Regions from separate parts of the Sus scrofa genome. Here all the other regions are linked to region 3. A link is a contact called in public HiChIP or PLAC-seq and promoter capture Hi-C data. All regions are on one chromosome and are shown on one strand. The core of a region is the stretch at or near the end of the contact, and the rest is flanking DNA. Distances in the headings are between cores, read along the strand shown.

Region 1 (3,599 bases), core at 548-3,047, 49 kb after region 3:
AGAATGATCTCTTCCCCGCAAGGTGCACACTACTTAAAAATGGGTAATTTCTTTCTAAATTAACTTCCTCTAGGAAGGAAGGGGAGAAGAACCAACTTTTTTTTGGTGACTTGTAGAATATTGGTATGATGTGGTAGCACTAACCCTCTTTTTTTTTTTTTTTTTTTTTTTTTTAAACAAATTGGGAAACAGGACTAAGGACAAAAGCGAAGCAGGTGAGAGAAGCAGTGTCAGGCAGAATTCATCGCAGGTCTGTGGGGGCGAGGCTGTCCACCACCTTCCTCCTACTATTTGCCCTGCCTTTCAGTTTCTTGGGTTTATTCAAGAGCGGGCCTTCTGAAGGTGGTTCTCAGACATTCCCCGTTGAACTAATGAAGACCATTTAATGCCATCCGAGGCAATGAGGATTTTAGTCAGCTGTGAGGAGTGTGGTTGTCCTCTCGTTTTTCCAGCGATGATTAAAAAAACCATAGTCCCTCCATGGCACAGACTACTCGGTCTGCCCGCTTGAAATTCTCCAGGTAGGTTAATTTTTGAATGATGATTCACCTTCCCTTTCCTGTTTTGATGGAACACGGAGACGGAACCATTCCCGTCAATAAAAGGCTCGAGTTTCCACCCCGCAAATTCGCGCGGTGCTGACAGTCTAATTGGCTGGCGCGCAGGTGGGATTTCCTGTCGCCATTTTAAGGAAACACACGTCCCTGCAAGGAAGTGTCCAGTCAGTGCAAAGGAGCTGTGCCTGGAACAAAGAGAGAGCAAAAGAAAGGGAAACGGGCCCAGCTGTCCCAGTCTCCTCCAACCTGCTCTCTCGCCCCACGCTGACCCCCGATTTCGAGCGCCCGGTTCCGTGAACCCAGACGCGCCGGGCCCCAGGGCCGGGATTACGTGGGGTCTCCCCGCGGGCCGAAGCCCACCTGCAGTCCAGCAAAATCACCAATCCCCCAAAGAAAGTCCCCCAGCACAGAGCTCCGGGAGGGCTGGCGAGGTATCCGGAAGAGGGGAGGCGCCTCCGTCGGCGGGTTACGCACAAAGGGTGTCCAGGGGTGCTGGCGCGCCCCGGGGCTCTGGCCACTTCGCCCCCACCCCCGGCAACCCCGGTATTTTGTTGCAGTCCCGGGAGCCGACACGCCGTTCCCTCGCTGCCCGTGACTCGCGGGGCTACGCGCGGACCCACCACTCCGGCCGCCATCCTCTCCCAGCTCCCTTCCCACAATGCAACTCCCGCGCTAGCGCGTCCCCGCTCGGCCCTGGCGTATCCCAAACGCGCCCCTCGCCCCCAAGCCACCAGCCCTCCTGGCCTCCTTCCGAACCCCCTCAGCAACCCCCATCTCCATCCCCGAGGGCTCCGGGTCTCCAGCCGCCGCCGCGACTGGGTTCTGGCTTGCTGCCCGGCCCCAGGAGGGCGTGGGGCAGGTGTCCAGGCTGCGCGCAGCCTCCGCTCCCGGTGCCACCGCCGGCGCGCCCAGCACACGCGCGTTCGCAACCCCTGCCTGCCTCTTGCGATGATGCTCAGTCTCCGCCAGCTGCGGTCGCTGCATCCTCGGCGGGCTGCGACCGGGAGGCTCCAAGGGGCGGCCGCCGGCGGGGTCACCATGTGACGGGCACCGCTCAGAGACACGCAGCTTCGGTTAAAGAGCGGGCGCGCAAGAGCAGAGGCGACGGCTCACGGGACGAGGAGGAATAGCCTGACTTTCCCCGCTAAACCATCACGAGCCATGGTTGCGCCAGGGCGACGCGCCCCCTGTAGGAGAATGACTGCGACTCGGGACCCTCAGCGGTCGAGCGTGTGGATGTAAGTGTGAGGCTGGCGAACACTGTGTGGATGGGGATTGGTCGTGGGGGAGCTTCTGATGCAATCGGCCCCAAAAGGAGGAGGAGAGAGCCAAGAGAGCGCAGGCTGGGGCAGCCACACCGCTCCTCCTGAAGGTCGCCGCCCTTCACCTTCCTCCCGCCACGCCACGCCGAGCCTCCCCGCCCAACTCTAGCTGACGGAGGCCACCTTTTCCCCGTCGAAGCAGCCAGACCTTGACACAAAGGACATCGCTCGCCGGGGGAAAAGCCCGGAAGGGCGGATATCTTGACGTCTCCCTTCGCCACTTTTCCCTTTATTATCCCAGGTAAGGCGATTTTCCACTCCCCGGGAGAGCTGAGGGAGTGGCGGCGGGGAGGGGAAGGGATGTTTTAGATGTGAGAGGAGACGGTAACGCAGAAGTCATCCATGCGGCGTGAAAGGAAGGAGTGCGCGGCTGTGCGGGATGCGTTGGGATTTTTGCCTTTAAGAAAAGTCCAGAACTCCGGTTCTTCTGACTGCCCGCAGCAGAGTAAGGAGGCGCCGGAGCCCGATTTCACCTTTGAGTGGGCTGTGGCTTACTTCTGGGGTCTTGTTTTCAGAGTGGCAGATTGTGGCACCAGATTTGGTTAAATTATATGAGGATCAGGGACCACGCGGGGGGAGAGCGCAGCCGACATGAGGGCGAGACTGCGTACCCGAGGAGTGTATGAATGCCGGGCATTTGCGGGGAATTTCCTGTGTCTGCAGGGCCCTAAGGAGGACATGTGATGTTTCCGGGGGGTTGCGTGCGGCCGGCTGGGTCTTAGGGACTGGCTGCTGGCCTGGGGAGCGGAGGCGCGGAGCGGGAGTAAACAGGAGCACGCGTGCCGGCCCTTCTCGAGCTCTGCCCGGCTCTCAGTAACCGAGAGGAGTGGGAGGATGCGGGGCGGGGAGCATTACTAAAGGATGCTGGCAGTGACTCACTGCCCTTTCCCGCCCCGAAGAGGTTCTTTCCCAAACAAAGAAGGGGAGAAAAGGAGAATTGCGGTTTTCTGAGAGCTGGGATCTGCTGGAGCTGACGAACAAAAGGCCACCGCTTGCACGGGGGCCGGGGCTCGGAGGATCCTCGTCTCCATTCCCACCTCCTCTCCCAAGACCTGCATCTCGCTCAGGTCCCTAAAGGTGGCCACAAAAGGCCTTTAACCTCGCCGCCAGCAGTGCTGGAAGGAAAACGCTCCTTCGCACTAGTGCGCGTCCCCACCGCGGCAATCCGCTTCCCGGAGCATCGGGAGCCTCAGCATCCACTGGGACCCCCAGGTTACGGGGCTGCCTGGGCGTCGCTTCCCTGCGGAACCGCCCGGCCCAGGGCTTGGGCTGAACCGTAGACAGTGAAGAAGGCACAAGTAAGTACATATGGCGGCAAAAAGAATTTCGCGGTAAGAGCGTCACGGCGCTTCTGGTGCCTTTCACAGGCTGTCTTCGGCTTGGGAAGGTGGTGCTACAATCTAGAGTCCTTTGTGTCGCCCTCTGCGGCGCGGACCCAGTTTTCATAGCGCTGGTTCTCCGGTGAAAATCTAACTGCCACCAGGATCGTATACTATCGCAGTCGAATCCCTGGGATGTGTGTAGTAGAGGGGAAAAGACCCCAGCGAGAGGAAACGTTATGTATTTGCATTTGGGAAGGGATCTGGCATCTCTGCCGTGGGTTTAAAATTTTTTAACGTAGAGGGGAGGAGAGACTAAATCTATGGTTTGCAGACTGCAAGGCCCAGCAAGCCTGTAATTTGTCACCTTGATAGAAGAAACTGTGCAGCAACTCGTGCTT
Region 2 (3,660 bases), core at 459-2,958, 48 kb before region 3:
ACACACACACACACACACACACATATTTTTCTCACATTATCCTCCATCTTTTTCCATCACAAATGACTAGATATAGTGTATTGCAATTGATTTTCTAGTTTTACCAAATAGACAATCATATCACTTGCAGATACTAAAAAAATTTGCCATCACTTTTCCAAAGATGAATATCTCTAGTCTATTTTCCCCTTTTATCTGTTGGCAAAATGAAGTTTTCCAATACAGTCCCTGTATTTATCCACAATTGGATTTCTGGAAATTAATTCCATATTTTTAGTCAAGAAGAAAAGTCACAAATTTTTTTAAATATTTAGGACTGTATAATATACCAGAAATGAATTTAGGTATCAAATTATCTGATATGATCCAAATATCTGATATGATACAATTGACAATAGTTGTATGCAACTGATGCAAGTCATTTTGAGAAAATATTAATTTTTTTCTCTTTGCTGGCAGACTGTTTAGGAACCTAACTCCCTGAGTCAGCTACTGTTGAATCTATTTTTTTAATAAAACATAAAACCATGGTTCTCCATTGAAAGTTAGAGAACATAAAATCTACTGATTTCTTTTATATTACTTTCTGTTTGCCAATTACTTGTACAAACACTGAAGTAGCTAAAGATTTAATTTGCATATCCAACCACAATAAAACAAGGATGCCTGAGTAAAGTCTTACATCACAGCTGTAAACTAAGATTTTCTGAGGAGTTACATTTGTCCTAATAATATAAGACAGGGATTAAGAGCAATTATACAACACCCATTTCTGCAACTAAAGAAATGAGGTTTGGCAGCCTGAAGAGTCTTGAGCATGCTAACGCTGTCAGTAGCAGAGCGTGGACAAAAACTTTAGTTTTCTGCTTCACATCAAATACTCTTTCCACCGTGCTCTCCCTTTCATTCGGCATTACCTGCGTCACTAGAAACACTCAAATATGTTTCTTCACTTACCTAGAAATTGTTGTGTTACCTTTGCCTATTATTTTAGGAGGAAATCATTTCTTATAAAATTCACATATGGCTTTTGATTTTGTGGCATCCTTTTCCTGGAGGTTCAAAGAATGAGCGTATGCTTGAAGAGTAAATTCTTACAACAGGTCTGTGGGGCGGGGGGGTGGGGAGCAGAAATGATGAGTCTCCTGTGATATAAATCAACATTCTAATCGTTAAAAAATAGATGCACTCATTCATAAGTGTCACAAAACACTCCAAACTGAATAGGAAGGAATATCTGAATGGAACTGATAACAGCCAAGCCTGAAGAGGAAGCACAACAGCCCATTACGAGCTATTGAAAATTTCCATAGAGAGAAAAAAAAAATGACATACAGCAGGAAATTCCTGACCAGTAGTGTAATCTCTTACATAAAATGTGTTGGCAGATAAATGGATTTTTATGATTTTGCTTACACCCACTACTTATTGCCCCTTCAGATATGTCACCTTGTAACTGTATTTTAACTTCACTCTAACTCTGTTTAATGGAATTGGAGGTTCATCTTAATCCCCTCAAATACTCTTGGTCCTTTGCCAAACATGGGGGAAGAGGTTAGTAACTAAAACACTGAAACTTGCTATAAGTTAGGCCTAGGAAAATATTATATTGCGATTTAATATAGTAATACCCTAATTTACCAATATCGTACATAGGAATTAGGCAGTGGAAAAAAAAACTTTTTTGGCCGCGCCCACAGGACACAGAAGTTCCGGGCCAGGGATCAAGCCTGAGCCACAGCAGTGACAACACTGGGTCCCTAACCTAGGTCACCAGGGAATTCTAGCAGTGGAAATTTTAATATACTGATTAAGGCCATAGCTATAGAACTATAAACGTGGCACTGAGAGTAAAGAGCTAAAAAGTAGGTGAAGTAAGTATGTATCAAAGTCAGGCACATGTTAAATTCTGACTTAGGTGTTTTACTTAACAGTATCTCATTTCACTTTTATAACTACACTGAAAAATGACTATTATGCTCATCCCACAGAGCAGAAGACTGAATTTCTAGAAGATACAGTTATATAATCCATGCCCTCCCACTTCCGAGGCAGACCTAGATTTCGTAATTCCTGGCTCTGCCACTTTCTGCCTGGGCAACCCTGGGCCAATGTGAGCCTTCCTTTCCTCACTTGTAAAATGAAAGTGATGGCACCCGCCTTCCCACTTCATAAGTTGGTGCGAATCAACTTAACACTGAAAGCAAAACACGTTGGCGGTTACCACTGAACACAAACAAAAGGTTAAACGAATAAGGGAAAGTGATGGGAATTGATTTCTAAATTATTTTTCTCAGACACTTTGTTTTCAATGCTTGATTACACAATACTGAGCTGTGTTTTCCAGGCAAGGTCTTTCTGGTTGAGCGTCAATGAATCATTTCCTTCATATTCAGATGAAAGATATGCCTGGGTAGGTTGGGTTCCCACCCTGCTTTATCTTAACAATCCATACATTGCAGGTAAGCAAACAATTAGGATGTTAAGAATATCACTCCTGGGCGTCTTAGGGTTCCCTCTCTGCAGAAATTTCCAGCACAAAAGACAAGGACTGTAGGGTCACTGACCTACTGACACTGGGTCTACAATGACTAACTTCCATACCGGTAAAATGAGAAGCAAGAGGAATAATTTCGGCATTTTCCATTTACCTTGTCAAGTAAACTTGATTTTCAAAGGAAATCTCAAGCGGCTCCACAACATAAACAGATCATAAAAGCAATATTTCATTAGAGTAATTTATCGGTTCAATTTTGTTACATGTTTTTATTATAAGATTAATAAATGACACAATGAGCTTTAAGGAACACAAAAAATTTGAAATTGGAAGTTATTCGTGACAGTGATACAAATCACTCAGGATCCAAAAATTTCGTTTTGCTGTTTTCACTAAAATTGAGAGAAGTTTGATCCACAAGCAGTTGCAAATGAGAACAGTTTATGTTGGTTGGTGGCTTGGTCTTGTTTTTGTGGTTTGGATGTTTTATCCTGTGTTCATATTTAACAGCTTATATTGCTTTTCAATTAAACAGTTAGCCAGAGAGAATTTGTTTGGAAATGTGCACAGAAATAAGTTAACCTGGCCATATAAGTTAACATCATCATAATTTAATATTGTTCTGAAGGTATGTGTAGATAAAATGATTGTTTAGCTGAGGGACTCAAGAGAATCAGCTGAAAAACTATATAAACAATGAAAGACTCCAGTATGGTAAAAACCACAATACGGGAAAATCAATAGTCTTCATACACACAAACAACAACCAGAAGAGATAACAGAATCATTCTACTCACCAAAAAAAAAAAAAAAAAAAAAAAAAAAAAAAAAGATGAAAGTTCCTCAAGAAAAACTTAATTGCTATTTTTTAAAAGACTCATACAAATGGAAAGGCATAGCATGTCCTTGCTTCAAAAGACTCAGTACCGGGGAGTTCCAGTCGTGGCCCAGTGGTTAACGAATCCGACTAGAAACCATGAGGTTTCGGGTTCGATCCCTGGCCTTGCTCAGTGGGTTAACGATCTGGCATTGCCGTGAGCTGTGGTGTAGGTTGAAGACGTGGCTCGGATCCCGCGTTGCTGTGGCTCTGGCATAGGCTGGCAGCTACAGCTCCGATTCGACCCCTAGCCTGGGAACCTCCCATATGCTGCGGGAGCGGCCCA
Region 3 (3,471 bases), core at 355-2,854:
TGATACACAAAGAGCAGGCACCCAGCGGCTGCGGCCCCGCCCACTGACGCGTACTCCCGGGCGGCCGCTAAAACCCGCCGCTCGCCGGGCTGCTCCAGAGCCGCGCGACGCCGCCGTCCGGGAGCACTTTCCTCGCCTCACCGCCGGCAGCCCGACCACGCGTTCCCACACACTCGCGCCTTTCCTTTCAGACGGCGGACGCCGGACGATTGGGGCGGCAACGTACCATTTCCCTTTTTAAATTAAAATTCTTTTCCTGTCTGTTGTTGGGGTTTTGTTTTTGTTTTTGTTTTTTTACAATTTTTGTTTGACTGAGAAAAACTCACCGAAGGCCTTTGCGTGTTGTTTCCGGGATACAGGAGCCGAGACCTCTGAGGTAAAGCGCGCGGGGGCGTCTGTGCAAAGGGCGCGGGCCCCCGGCGGAGCGGGGGAGGGGCGTCCGGGAGGGGCCGCGGCGGGAAAGCAGCTGCGGGTGGTTTGCTTCAGCGGAGGGTGTTTTCGGTCTGCTGGCCAGTCTTCGACCCCGGCCCGCACGAGGGTCACCGCCCTCCTCCGGGCGGGGGAGGGGCGCGACGCAGGGGCCGCGTGCCCGCCCGGAGCGGAACCGCATCCTCCCGTTAGGGGGAGGGGAGCCAGCTGGGCCCGCGGCTCCGCTGCGACAAGTCTTCTGACTGATTTGAATTAATGAAAACAATTACAGCCAAGGGTCCCGGAATTCGGGGGCGGCGGAGGAGGGTTCGGGTTTTTAGTATAGCTTGGGGGCCAGGACTGGGGAAGAGCAGCCGGGAACGTTTGACAATCGGCGATCGATATTGCATCAGTTTCCTTTCCGGGCATAGGAGGGGCCAACCGGGCGAAGCGCTCGCGGGCCGAATGCCTGTGGACGGGTGTGCTCGAAGGCACGGGCGTGCGCGTGTAAACAAACCTTAGGCGCTTCTGCGAGCCCGCGAACGGACGTCCTCCCCTTCTCGGGAGAGGAGCACTCGTGTCAGCCCTTTTCGCCCGCTTTGAGTCTGTGTGCCGCAGAGGCATTTCCCCTTCTGGGGGCTCCGGGAGTGAAAGGACGGACGACGCGGCATTGCTGTTGCAAATGCCAGACACGGGGAGCTTTGCGCTTGGGCTCTGGGCTGCTTGCACATCCAGCCAATGTTTGGGTGGGATGTGTGCCCTGCGTGCATGTGCATGACCAAGGAGGCTTCGAGAAAAGCAAGAGACTCCTTCCCGTGAAAGTGGAGAGAATGGAGAGGGCGAAACTCTAAATTCCAGTGGCGAGAGGCCGCGGGGTTCAGAGGGCGCGGGCCTCCGAGGCCGCAGCGCTGCAGTGGGACCATCTTTGTTCTCCGCGGCTCCGCGGTCTGTACTTTTCCGCCCCTCCGCGCGCGCCCCCGCCCCTCGCGCTCGGCTGGTACTTTTCCACTCGCCTGGCCAGGGATGAATCAGCCGCGCTGCGCCGCCCGGCGGCGTCACGTGACCAGGGCGGGCGGGCGCTGCAGTCCTGACGCGCCGCCTCTACCTTCACAGGCAGCCGCCCGGGCCCGTGCATCGCCAAGGACAAAAGGCACCCGGCGTTACTTGCTGCTCCCGATTCCTGTCGCTCCACAGCATGAAGAAAACCGAAATGGGAAGGTTCAATATTTCTCCGGATGAGGACAGCAGCAGCTACAGTTCCAACAGCGACTTCAACTACTCCTACCCCACCAAGCAAGCTGCTCTGAAAAGGTGGGAGAAGTTGTGTGCTTTTTTAAAAAACGACTTGTATATACACTGAAGGTTCTTTACCTGGGACTCTGCTTCTGTTGCTTTAATTTACTGTAGCGTTTGGAGAGACTGTGCAATTTTTGAGATGATGGGGTTTATTGCAATGACATGATATCCTGTAAAAGTCTTCCAGTTAAAAGACTCCTAGTTAATGTGCATTTAAATAAAGATGTGTGACAGCTAAATGGGATGGGGGCTTTTGTGTTAAAGCATTCCTTTGTATCTTTCAGCCCAATTTAGGATTTTTTTCTCTTTTTTTGCAGCCATTATGCAGATGTAGATCCTGAAAACCAGAACTTTTTACTTGAATCGAATTTGGGGAAGAAGAAGTATGAAACAGACTTTGTAAGTTAAAAACAATATTTTGTATCTCTGTGGCTTTATGGACTAAAAGAATAGTTTTACTTTTAGATTTCAAATCTAACTTGCCCAAAGCTGGTTTTTCTCCTTTTAATTATTGTTATATGTTTGGTTATCGTTTCCCTCTATGTAGCATCCAGGTACTACTTCCTTTGGAATGTCAGTATTTAATCTGAGCAATGCGATTGTGGGCAGTGGAATCCTTGGGCTTTCTTATGCCATGGCTAATACTGGAATTGCTCTTTTTATGTAAGTATGTGTAAGTAGAGAGTCTGCCATGCAGGGCAGTTAATATGATACAACGTATATTTTGGCTCCAGAGACTGAATTTACAGTTGAAGTAGTTAAAAGTCATTTGCTTGAAATTTAAAATATGAGAATTCAGAAAAATCTCTTTATTCTACTATTTAGCTGCATGATACTAAAAAAGCCAATTAGAGAGGAAAAATTAGGACAACATCCAAAACTGATAATTAAACTGAAAGTGTTTAAGTCAGTGGGAATAGTTAAAATTGAAAAGTGATTGGCTATTAAAAAAGAATTGTTGATAAGTCCTGGGTAGTTAGAATTTTTGTTCTGGCAAAATCTGAAGCAAGAGGTATTAAAAAACATGGTATCTCCAAGTCAGTTGGTAAATTGACAGTCATCCCAAGGACCTGTGGCCCCTTATGTACATAAGGAACACAACTAGTTTTTTTTTTTAAATATATAGGGTGTGGTGGTATTTGCCTAACCTGGAACATGTTTGTTTTGAGACAAGTGAGTCATAATCTTCTGGACACAGAAAAGCAACCCATATGTGATTTTTTTTTTTTTAATACATATTTCTTCAGGCCTTGTGATTGCCACAGCAAAAGAGGAATATTTTAATAACTATCCGCTTTGAATTGCTTTTTTTCTTTTTTCTTACCCAGTTAGAATTAGTTATTCCTGTACTTTCCAGCATAAATACTTAGAATTTTGGAACTATGTACTTTAGAACAGTGGTTTTTAACTGTTTGGGGGTCACTGACCCTTGGAGAGAATATAGTAGAAAAGTTTGGACCTTTTCCCAGGAAAACAAAAGAAAAATGCGTGTAAAGTTGCGTACACATTTTCAGTGACGTGTGTATCGTTAACTACTAAGACTACTAGTACCGCCTCCTAGCTAAGGTGCTTTCTGTGGAAGATAGTGTGATTTACTGTCTGGATGAAAAAAACTGCTCGTACACGTAGCCTGGCATTGTCTTTTAGCTACAGGTGTATTTTAGTTAGCTAACTGGTGCCTTCTACTCAAGTTATTTTTCCCAGCAGAAAAGAAATTTGTGATGAAATTCCACACTGAAGTTAAGCATGGCTTTGAGCACTGGAAGC

What was found. Promoter capture Hi-C pulls out the DNA fragments that hold promoters and counts their contacts. HiChIP or PLAC-seq counts read pairs in DNA pulled down with a chosen protein or histone mark.
Region 1: a contact with region 3 is called in an H3K27ac HiChIP or PLAC-seq map of skeletal muscle. The contact joins the promoter of SLC38A1 here to the promoter of SLC38A2 in region 3. A contact is called at or near these places in 1 of 5 promoter capture datasets (liver), 6 of 47 Hi-C or Micro-C datasets (embryonic fibroblasts, fetal heart ventricle, heart right ventricle and 2 more) and 1 of 2 datasets of contacts at active chromatin or transcription factors (skeletal muscle).
Region 2: a promoter capture Hi-C map of liver shows a contact between it and region 3, with 3 times the contacts expected there. The contact joins the enhancer-like site here to the promoter of SLC38A2 in region 3. A contact is called at or near these places in 2 of 5 promoter capture datasets (both in liver), 5 of 47 Hi-C or Micro-C datasets (embryonic fibroblasts, liver, retroperitoneal adipose tissue and 1 more) and 1 of 2 datasets of contacts at active chromatin or transcription factors (skeletal muscle).

What each region holds. Positions count from the first base shown.
Region 1 is chr5:77,074,921-77,078,519 of Sscrofa11.1, reverse strand. SLC38A1 (sodium-coupled neutral amino acid transporter 1) reads left to right here and starts at 1,797. Exons shown (of 18, transcript XM_003355629.4): 1 at 1,797-2,120. LOC110260812 reads right to left here and starts at 1,797. Exons shown (of 1, transcript XM_021092993.1): 1 at 144-1,797. The coding sequence starts at 1,597. The coding sequence ends at 647.
Region 2 is chr5:77,171,914-77,175,573 of Sscrofa11.1, reverse strand. The region is part of intron 1 of LOC106510390 (a long non-coding RNA gene); the gene reads right to left. Among named protein-coding and RNA genes, the nearest start is that of SLC38A2, 48 kb to the right of the region's middle. Within about 2 kb of position 1,708, at least 25 of the 83 cell types and tissues checked have an H3K27ac peak or open chromatin away from gene starts, as enhancers often do. A contact at or near this core is called in liver and retroperitoneal adipose tissue, where this site is marked.
Region 3 is chr5:77,124,276-77,127,746 of Sscrofa11.1, reverse strand. SLC38A2 (solute carrier family 38 member 2) reads left to right here and starts at 1,604. Exons shown (of 15, transcript NM_001317081.1): 1 at 1,604-1,719; 2 at 2,022-2,103; 3 at 2,252-2,367. The coding sequence starts at 1,604.